Linked DNA regions of Mus musculus: all the other regions are linked to region 2. The links are chromatin contacts, called in public Hi-C and HiChIP or PLAC-seq maps. All regions are on one chromosome and are shown on one strand. Each heading gives the region's core, a stretch centred on a gene start, on an enhancer-like site or on the middle of the called end of the contact. The rest is flanking DNA. Distances are from core to core; before and after follow the strand shown. Region 1 overlaps Pebp4 (phosphatidylethanolamine binding protein 4). Region 2 holds the start of Egr3 (early growth response 3). Region 3 overlaps Pebp4 (phosphatidylethanolamine binding protein 4).

Region 1 (2,846 bases), core at 310-2,809, 170 kb after region 2:
CATCCCACTCGGCACCCCTCTGCTCTCAGTGCAGGGAGGATTTCCTATCCCTTTGTTTATGCTCCTCTGATCAAACCACCATTCATTCAACAAGCATTCAGAAACTCACAAGACGTGCCTGGCCTCTGGTTGCCATGGCAGAGCCGGAAGGCAGGCGGGGCACCTACCTCCCTGGAACTCCAAGGCATCCAGCTCAGAAAGGAAAGGCAATTCCTTCCACCTGTGTGAGGAGGCCTGCCTGAGGTCCTAGGGAAATGCCTGCCTGATAGCAGGCCACAGGGTAAAGGGGGCTGTGCCACCAGCAGCCCTGGCTAAGTGACTGTCAGAGAGAGGGTTCTCGAAACACTTGTCTTCTCTGTGGCTTCTCTCCGGGATGCCTGCCCTGCGTAGTTATCATCTGCCTACATTACTGCAGGAGCCTCTTAACCTACCAATAACATCCTCCTGACAGCCACCACCATGATTATCAAACCCACTTCAGCTAGCCCATGCCAGCCCACCCAGGCTGATGTCCTTGCCCCCCATCTCCACACAAAGCACATTTTCAGCAGCAGCGACTCCTTTTGTGTAAGGACTGACCTCGTGCCCTCTGCCTCTGCCTCCTGCTTAACACTCTTCCTCTCAAAGACAGCCTGGACTCGGGTGGGCGGGCCTCATCTCCTCCAGGAAGCCAAATGGGATTATGAGCAGACCATAAACATCACTGAACCCCCAGCGAGGGACTGCAGATGGAGTGGAGATGATCAGTTTCTGGGCTCATCTGTCCTAGGAGTTTGATTGGTCTTTGAGCATATGTACTGCCCAGCCTGTGAATGTAACTCAAGACCTAAAGGCTGAAGCCACAAAAGGTGTAGGAAACTTAAGGTTTTTCTGGGTGAATGCCTGGATCACATCTCCAAACCCTAACCCCGTGCCTCAGTTTCCCCTGCTACAACATAGCTGGGGAGGGTGAAGTACCTGCTCAAGTTCTGTCACTGGGAGGAAGCACTCCCATTCATTAGCATTTGCGAAGGGCTCTGAGTGCTGCAGATGGAGACTGCTCCTAGCAGGCAGCCTGGTGGGACTAAAAATAGAGTCGTGTGGCACCTTCTAACCCAGAGCTGGGGAGGGGTGGGAGGGGTGAAGGAAGGGTAGTCAGAGGAGGAGGTGGCTGGCCCAAGGTCCCGAGGGGCAATGCATACTGGTCATCCACCTGGAGATACTGTGTGTCCTTTCCTGAGCACCAGGCTCCTGCACTGACCCCAGACACCTGTCTTCTCTTTGGGAAAGCCAGAGGCAGGTGTCCTGCCTGGGGGTGGGGGTGGGGGGAGGGGGGTTGGGGTGGGGACAAGGGACAGAGAAAAAGACTGTAGCCCACAGGAGTTAGAGACTCTCGGCCTTTGCAGCACTTGGGATGGAAGGTTAGGGGAGTCAGGGAAGAGCTGGCCCTGGGAGGTGGAAAGGCGGTTGAGGGTAGCCCGTCCATCGGGCTAGATAGCCAAGAGGTAGCTTGTGAGTCCAGCAGGCTTCGGGGACGTGGGTGGAGAGCTGGCCGCAGCTAGGGCAGAACCTTAGGAGAGGGCCAGGGCCCACATTCTCTTGTGACTCAGGTCTGAGTCAATGCCATTTCTGAAACAGACTAGGGGGCGGGGTGGGGAGGGTGGAAGGTGTTTTTGCAAAATGACAAAGCAACTTGCTTAGGGCAGCCAGGCAAGAGGCACAAGCAGCTGGGAGGAGAATCACCTCAGGTCCTCTCACAGGGAAGGCTGGGGTGACTGGTTGCCAAGGGACCTGGGCTCTCCACACACACCGTCAAGGGCAGGGTGGGGAGAAGAGATGCGCTGTCCCCAGAACAGATTGGTGAGCACCTCCATCTCCACCACTGAGCTGAGAGGATGGCGCCTCCCTGGAAAACTAAAAGGCAGCCACTGGAGAGCCTCGCCCCCTTCTGATCCCCTTCACAGCCACCAGGAGGGGATTCCTCGGCTTACTAAGAGTGTGGTGCCCTCCCTGCCTCCCACCGGTGTAATGCTGGGAGAAGCCCAGGAGGGGATACTGCCAGTGCAAACAGGCAGCTGAGGACTCGGTTCCAACCATGCCCCTCCTGCCAGCCTGCAGGGCAAGCAGAGATGACAGGAGACGCAACTCTCCCCACCAACCAGGTGGGCAAAAGGACACACCCTTCGGGACAAAAGGGGCAAAAGTGGAGGTGCCCTGAAGACCCGCACGCTCGCTGTGGGAGTGCAGTCCGGCCACTACGAGGTCCTGGGTGGGCGTAAAGAGTCTCTGTGCAGGAGCAACAGAGGCACCTAGCTGGTTAGGATGCCTAGGGAGTATAGGCCATGGTGATGCCTGTCACCCAATAGGGTACCTGCCTGGAGTCCCCTGAATAAGACCACTTGAGCATGTCCAGGACGTCTTGCTTGTCTCAAGGTCCCCCGCTGAATGACCAAAGGAAGGGCAATGTCAGCACACCTGATTACTACTGTCCCCCACTCAGCAAGCCATGGGGCAAATAAACACATCTCCTACCATCAGATCTTGGGTTCCTTTCTCTGGGCATTGTTGGCTGGGGGCATTATGCTACCCTAGGGGATGGCTGTTTGTAAACCTAGGAAGATGCTTAGGGTGGTAAATATGGAAGTGGGTATCACTGAATGCAGGAACTGCACCATGCAACCAGAAAGGAAAAACAAAATTAAATTATAAAGGCTTGGTGACAATCACATATTCTAAACGCAGAAACACCTACAGCCACTGTTCAGGTCTCTGGATTGCATGTTTAAACCCAGCTAGACTCCAGCACTCAGCCACAACTAACCACTGTGATAACCAGCCTCTTTTGTGCTTAACCACATAGCCTGACA
Region 2 (2,700 bases), core at 154-2,653:
CCTGGATACAGCAAAATACTACGGATCGGGGTGTGGAGTGGCTCCGGCACACACACCGCACACGCCGCGCACACACTCACGTACCACACACAGACACGCACGCGCGCAAGAGAGCATTGTTGTTCTTCCCGAGGTGGGGCGGACAGGTAGCTGCAGCTACAGGTAGTTTCAGACCCGGAGCGCGCCCGGCTCTCGCTCTCCAGCACACACAACTCGGCCTCTTCCCCCGGCCCTGTCTACTCCAAGACGCCGCGCCTTCATGCCCCAAGCGAGGTCCCCCTACGCGCGCTGAGCCCGGGTGGCCGACCCAAAGAGCTTCGACGCTTTTGTCCTCGGAGCGCAGAAGGGTGCCGCCCGTAAAGGGAGCCTCTCCCGGCCCCAGTCTCCTCCCGGCCTGAAGGAGCTTTCTGCTCGGGCTGGAGGGGAAAAGCCTAAACCCAGCTAAGGAGAGTGGAGAGCGGCGGAAAACCAGCCCATGTCTCCACGGCGGGAGCGGCCGCCGTTCCCAAGCTCCCGGGTCCCAGGATCGCCCCCGGTGGCAAACCCTTTCCCCCGCCCCGTGGGTGAGCCCCCTCCCTCTCCCCACCGTCCCCACACCCCCAATGGCTTTGCTGAACGCCCCGGAAAGGCAGCGTCGCAGTACCTCTCCCACCGTGGGGACTCCACGCCGCACATGGCTCCATCCCGGGTGGGAGGCTGAGGGAGTAAGGAGGGGGGAGAGCGCGGGTGAAAAAGACGCTGGGCTCCTCCCGAGAAAGGGGGCTACAGCACCACGCCTTGCACGCAGCCCAGCGATCGGGCCCCCTGCGTGGGGAGGGAGAACCCCAGAGCTGCTCGCACCTACCTCCCTCCAGTCGGCGGCTGCCCCCACCCGGGAGAACCGAAGCCTCAACCGTGGCGTCTCCAACCAAGCCTTCCCGATCTCGGAGGGCGGGAGGAGTGGGTGGGAAAAGCAACTCGCCCCCCAGAAAATTCCCAGCGCGCCCCCCATCTTTCCATCCGTCTCTCCATCCATCCATTTCTGCATCCATCGATATGTGCATCCATCGCTAGCTCGCTCCCTCCTCCTCGTCCTCCCCCTTTCCTTCCTCGCTGCCTCGCCGCCTCACCGCCACCCTTACCTGTAGCCATCTGATTGTAATGGGCTACCGAGTCGCTGCTGCCGGAGAAGAGGTTGAGCGCGCTGGGGATCTCCTCGGGGTACAGATTGTCAGGCAATTGATTTAGCAAACTGCTCATGGTCACCGGCAGCTTCTCGGCGAGTTTGCCGGTCATAGCACTCCCGAGCTACCGCCGCCACCGCCGCCGCCGCCACCGCCGCCGCCGCCTGTTCCTAACGCAGCTTCCAGGCGAGCGGCATCCGAGAGGCGATCCGTGGTGCAGGGGAAAAGCATGCGAGAGGGAAAGTTCGGAGGGAGGGGGGAGTGAAAAGGGGAAGGGGTGGGTCAGGGGAGGGGATCTATTCTTTTTTGGAGGGGTGGATGGGAGAGGGGCAAAGAGGGTAATCCTCTCGGGTGCCTCGGCTGGTGCGGTGCGACGCTGGGTCGTGGGGGTGGGGTGGGGCGTGTGCGAGGAGTGGGATGGGGGCTGGGCTGGGGGGGTGATCTAGGCTCCAGGGGGTCAGACGCGGCTTCAGTATTGATCTCACAGACACGAGCCCGCCGACCCCCCCCGCCCCCCGATCTGCCACAGCCGCCGCCGCCGCTGCCGCCGCCACCTCCTCTGCTGCTGCTGCCGCCGCCGCTGCTATCACCACCAACCAGCCCCGCCGCTTCCTAGCTAGCTCACTGCTGCCCAAAAGCTCCCAGCCAGGGAACTCCACCAGTCTATTTATCTGAGCCCCGGGAAAGCTCCGTGACGTAGCTGCCCATATATGGACAGACAAAGCCCAGCCGAAGGGGCGCGACGTCACAATGGAAGCTCCTCACAATGGAACATTAGAAAGCAGGAAGCGGGCCGCAGCCAACGTGCAGCGCCCGCACCGCTCTCCGTTCTTTAAAAAAAAAAAAAAAAAAAAAAAAAAAGTCAATTAGATTAGAAAGAAGGAAAGCGAGAAGAGAAAAAAGAAAGAGGGACGAAGCCGAATGCAAAGCGCGCGATGCGCAGTGCACAGTTGAAAAACCCTGTAACTAAACATGTAGGTTTTTATTTGAGGACAGCATTAGAGACAGAATTTAGTCGTTGGAGGAGTGGAGTTGTTTGCAATTGGTCTCCAGCACTCCCAGCATTTAGAAAGAGTTCAGTACACCAGGACACAGGTTCCTTAGCAGTCTAGGAATGGGAGAGGTGACCGCTTCAAGCCAGGCTCCCCCACACAACTTCTGTCTTTCCTTCTTATCCTTGACTGGATTCAGATGGAGAGATGAAGTATTTTCCTTTGGGGAAGGGGTTCTAATGTCCTAAGGCTTCTTATTCTTGGACACTTAGAACTTTCGTGCGGACATCATTCTGATTCACCGCCCGCAGCCCCGGCCCCTCCCTTGGGGTTCCTGACCCCGCGCTGACTCTCAGTTGAGCGCAGTGGCCCGGGAATGTGTAGCGGATTAGCTAGTTGCGCAGTGGGCAAGAACTTTTAGGGGCGAGGGTATGAGGGTTTTGTTGTTGTTGTTGTTGTTGTGGAGATTAGGAAAGAGTGAAGTTTAGGGGATAGAAAACACGTGCACCAAATAATTCCCAGATAAATTCCCTAACGGTTCTAAA
Region 3 (2,700 bases), core at 77-2,576, 130 kb after region 2:
TTGAAGGCAGTGTACATGCCTAACATAGGTGAGGCCCTCACACAATGGCTGCCTGGGATGCCCTTAGAAAGCAACTGGCTGCAGACCTCAGACTATGCACAGCTCTTATCCACCCCGGGGTGGGAGACCTTGTCCAGCTCGCCCGGCTGTCTCCAGCATCCTTCATGCCACTTTCTCCCTGTGGGGGTCTTCTGTGCCCTTTGACCCAGAGAAATAAAGCCCAATTGCATCCTGCTTGCCGGTTTGCTGGGCATGTCCACATCTTGAACTACACTTTTGCCTATGTAGGCACAGTGTCGTCCCAGGGTTACTTATTCTGGTTAAATATCTGACCAGAAGCTACTCAGGGAAGTAGAGACCTTTCATTTTGATTTTAGGGGATACAGCCCGTCCTGGCAGGAAAGGGATGCTGGCGTGAACACAAGGTAGTGGGCCTCATTGTCTTTCGAGAGAGGAAGCAGAGAGTAGACAGGAAGTGGGGCTGGGCTCAAGACCGACCCCCAGACCCCACTTCCTCCAGTAAGATTCCACCTCCTGCAGGCTGTGGAGCCTGCCCAAATAATAGTGCCACCACCTAGGAGCCAGTGGGAGACGTTTCATGGCCAGAGTCCCTCTTCCTAGGTGACGATTTTCTTCTATGCGCAGTAGGTGTTTAAAAAGCGTTTCTGAAATAAATTTGCCTATATCCCCTGGTGTGGCTAAGACTTTGTTTCCCACATGTTAGTAACGGTGAAGAGATGTTTCTGGTCCCAGAACTGGGTGAGGCCCTGCACTGGGCCATTCTCTGGGAAGCTTTGGTGCCACGCTTTTCCCCCAGCCCCCAGGAAGTCAAGAGCAGTTTGAGAGCCCCCACCAAGTATCCATTGAAATCATTGGCCCACTGGCTCCCACTAGCACCAGCACACAAAACATTTGCCTGAAAACCAGGTCCGTGACTCTGTCGGCCCAGGATGCGGTGATTGCCTAAGCCAGAGCCTGGGCTATCCTGTCAGGCCTGGGCTGAGCTGTGAGGCACTGCCTCCTCTGTGCCAGGCCGAAGCCGCTGCGGTCTCCAGGGCCCCTAGTGTGAAGGAATTTGAGTTCTAACTTTAGGTGGCTACGTGGCTGATGTCTGTTTGTGAATATCTCATTCCTCCTTTGGGTGCCCAGCTGGTGGGAACAGAACGGTAGTCATGGGACTGTCATCGTGTGCTGTCCAGGTTAACATGTAGCGTTTCTATTACTATTAACAGACTTTCTGCTCCTCACTCCATCTGTTCCTGAAATAATTGCAGTTGTACAGACCATGCCTTCGCTACAGGCAAGCTCTGGGGAAGAGGATAGTGCTTCTCTGAGGAGGAAAAAAAAAGTGTTAAAAAATAACAGCAAACATGAGAAGAGAGTGGGAATAGAGAGAGCAGTAGCTCTCCAATTTCTTTCAGATTCCGGCCTGCAAAGGCGGCGTTTTTCACACTCATTGGGGTGACCAAGCCCAGCTCCGCGGGGTGAGTGAGTAGCTGGGCTGGTGGCTCAGCCTTTTGGAGACGCGGTTGTTTGCCGAACGAACGGTTGGACAGACTGAGGTGGGGACACTTGTGTCTGAGTGGAAGCGCTAGGGAGGTCAGAACCCTCAGCAAGAGACGGGAACTTGATTGGACCCCGGATGTCCTGCTCAGGGCTCTGGAAGGTAATAGGACCAGGAAGGGATGGCAGAGGATCGGGACAGGGTAGGGCAGGAGGAGACTGTGCGCTTCAGAAACGGGCTCTGTCTAGGCTTCTGTTCCTCCACACACAGAATTAGTGAGGGGGGAACCTTAGAGAGACATTAGGGCAGTGGATGAGTTACTACAAAATATCCAGATTCTTCCAGGCGCGGGGGTGACTAACACAAAGAACCTAGTGTGCTAAACACAGACTTTATTAAACACACACAGCAAATCTTGGCAGGTGCCACATGCTTTGAGCGTGAACCTGGTATGGGGTTTTTCTCCCCGTGGGATGTAAAATTAGGTCTAACTGTGACTCCCAGTTAGGACTTGTCCTGACACCTGCCCTTTCTCTACCCAGCTCCTAAACGTGAGCTACCCAACTCCTAGGGCCTCCTCTCGTCTTCAGTGAGGCTGAAGACAGAGCTAATCAATGGCTCCAGCCCCTCTTGGGAGGGCGGTGGAGGAGGCACCTTTGGCTTCTTATGCAGCATATGGATAAAGCCAGCTGTGTGCTTTCTAAGTCTTATTCCAATGTCAAGAGAGTGTTTCAAAGAAACTCACAGAATGTGATGAGACCATTGTAAATAAGACACTGGCTGAGGGGGGAAAATTGTGTGTGTGTGTGTGTGTGTGTGTGTGTGTGTAGGGATGGGAATAAGGCATACTGTTCTGCTCTCTAAATCCATCGAAAGATTCAAATAGGGTCTGTAAGATGGACCAGCAGGCAAACACGTGTGCTGTGCAGGCCTGAGGACCTGGGTTTGATTCTTCAAACCTGTGATGGAAACACAGAAAGTGGGAACTGACTCCCCAGAGTGGCCCTGTGACCTCCACACACATGGTGGCACATGTGCCCCTGCACCCCCCCCACAACGATAATAAGTAAAAAAAAAAGTTAAAAATGATTTAAATAACTATTTTGGAAGGGTTCAGAGAATAGGTCAGAGAAGGGACAGGCCTACCGGTGCTTACCACATTGCCAAAAACTTTGCGCAAAAATGTTGAGACAGAG

Evidence for each region. Hi-C and Micro-C count contacts between places; a contact is called where the count stands out from the background. HiChIP or PLAC-seq counts read pairs in DNA pulled down with a chosen protein or histone mark.
Region 1: a Hi-C map of myocytes shows a contact between it and region 2, with 1.5 times the contacts expected there. The contact joins the enhancer-like site here to the promoter of Egr3 in region 2. A contact is called at or near these places in 11 of 39 promoter capture datasets (the 3T3-L1 cell line, the C10 cell line, the HPC-7 cell line and 6 more), 12 of 484 Hi-C or Micro-C datasets (the C2C12 cell line, adipose-derived mesenchymal stem cells, cerebral cortex and 6 more), 14 of 115 datasets of contacts at active chromatin or transcription factors (the NIH/3T3 cell line, T-cell acute lymphoblastic leukemia, bone marrow-derived macrophages and 9 more) and 3 of 9 other capture datasets (adipose tissue, embryonic stem cells and pancreatic islet).
Region 3: an H3K4me3 HiChIP or PLAC-seq map of forebrain shows a contact between it and region 2, with 4 times the contacts expected there. The contact joins the enhancer-like site here to the promoter of Egr3 in region 2. A contact is called at or near these places in 10 of 39 promoter capture datasets (the C10 cell line, the HPC-7 cell line, cranial neural crest and 4 more), 1 of 15 datasets of contacts at CTCF or cohesin (the NIH/3T3 cell line), 6 of 484 Hi-C or Micro-C datasets (cardiomyocytes, cerebral cortex, cortical neurons and 1 more), 12 of 115 datasets of contacts at active chromatin or transcription factors (bone marrow-derived macrophages, craniofacial prominence, embryonic basal ganglia and 9 more) and 2 of 9 other capture datasets (adipose tissue and pancreatic islet).

Annotation. Positions count from the first base shown.
Region 1 is chr14:69,910,669-69,913,514 of GRCm38.p6, reverse strand. The region is part of intron 3 of Pebp4 (phosphatidylethanolamine binding protein 4); the gene reads right to left. Among named protein-coding and RNA genes, the nearest start is that of Pebp4, 72 kb to the right of the region's middle. Within about 2 kb of position 1,559, at least 61 of the 459 cell types and tissues checked have an H3K27ac peak or open chromatin away from gene starts, as enhancers often do. A contact at or near this core is called in the C2C12 cell line, the NIH/3T3 cell line, adipose-derived mesenchymal stem cells and 2 more, where this site is marked.
Region 2 is chr14:70,076,020-70,078,719 of GRCm38.p6, reverse strand. It overlaps Egr3 (early growth response 3), which reads right to left and starts at 1,403. Exons shown (of 2, transcript NM_018781.4): 1 at 1,122-1,403. The coding sequence starts at 1,275.
Region 3 is chr14:69,942,572-69,945,271 of GRCm38.p6, reverse strand. The region is part of intron 3 of Pebp4 (phosphatidylethanolamine binding protein 4); the gene reads right to left. Among named protein-coding and RNA genes, the nearest start is that of Gm41198, 51 kb to the left of the region's middle. Within about 2 kb of position 1,326, at least 16 of the 459 cell types and tissues checked have an H3K27ac peak or open chromatin away from gene starts, as enhancers often do. A contact at or near this core is called in cerebral cortex, cortical neurons, forebrain and 1 more, where this site is marked.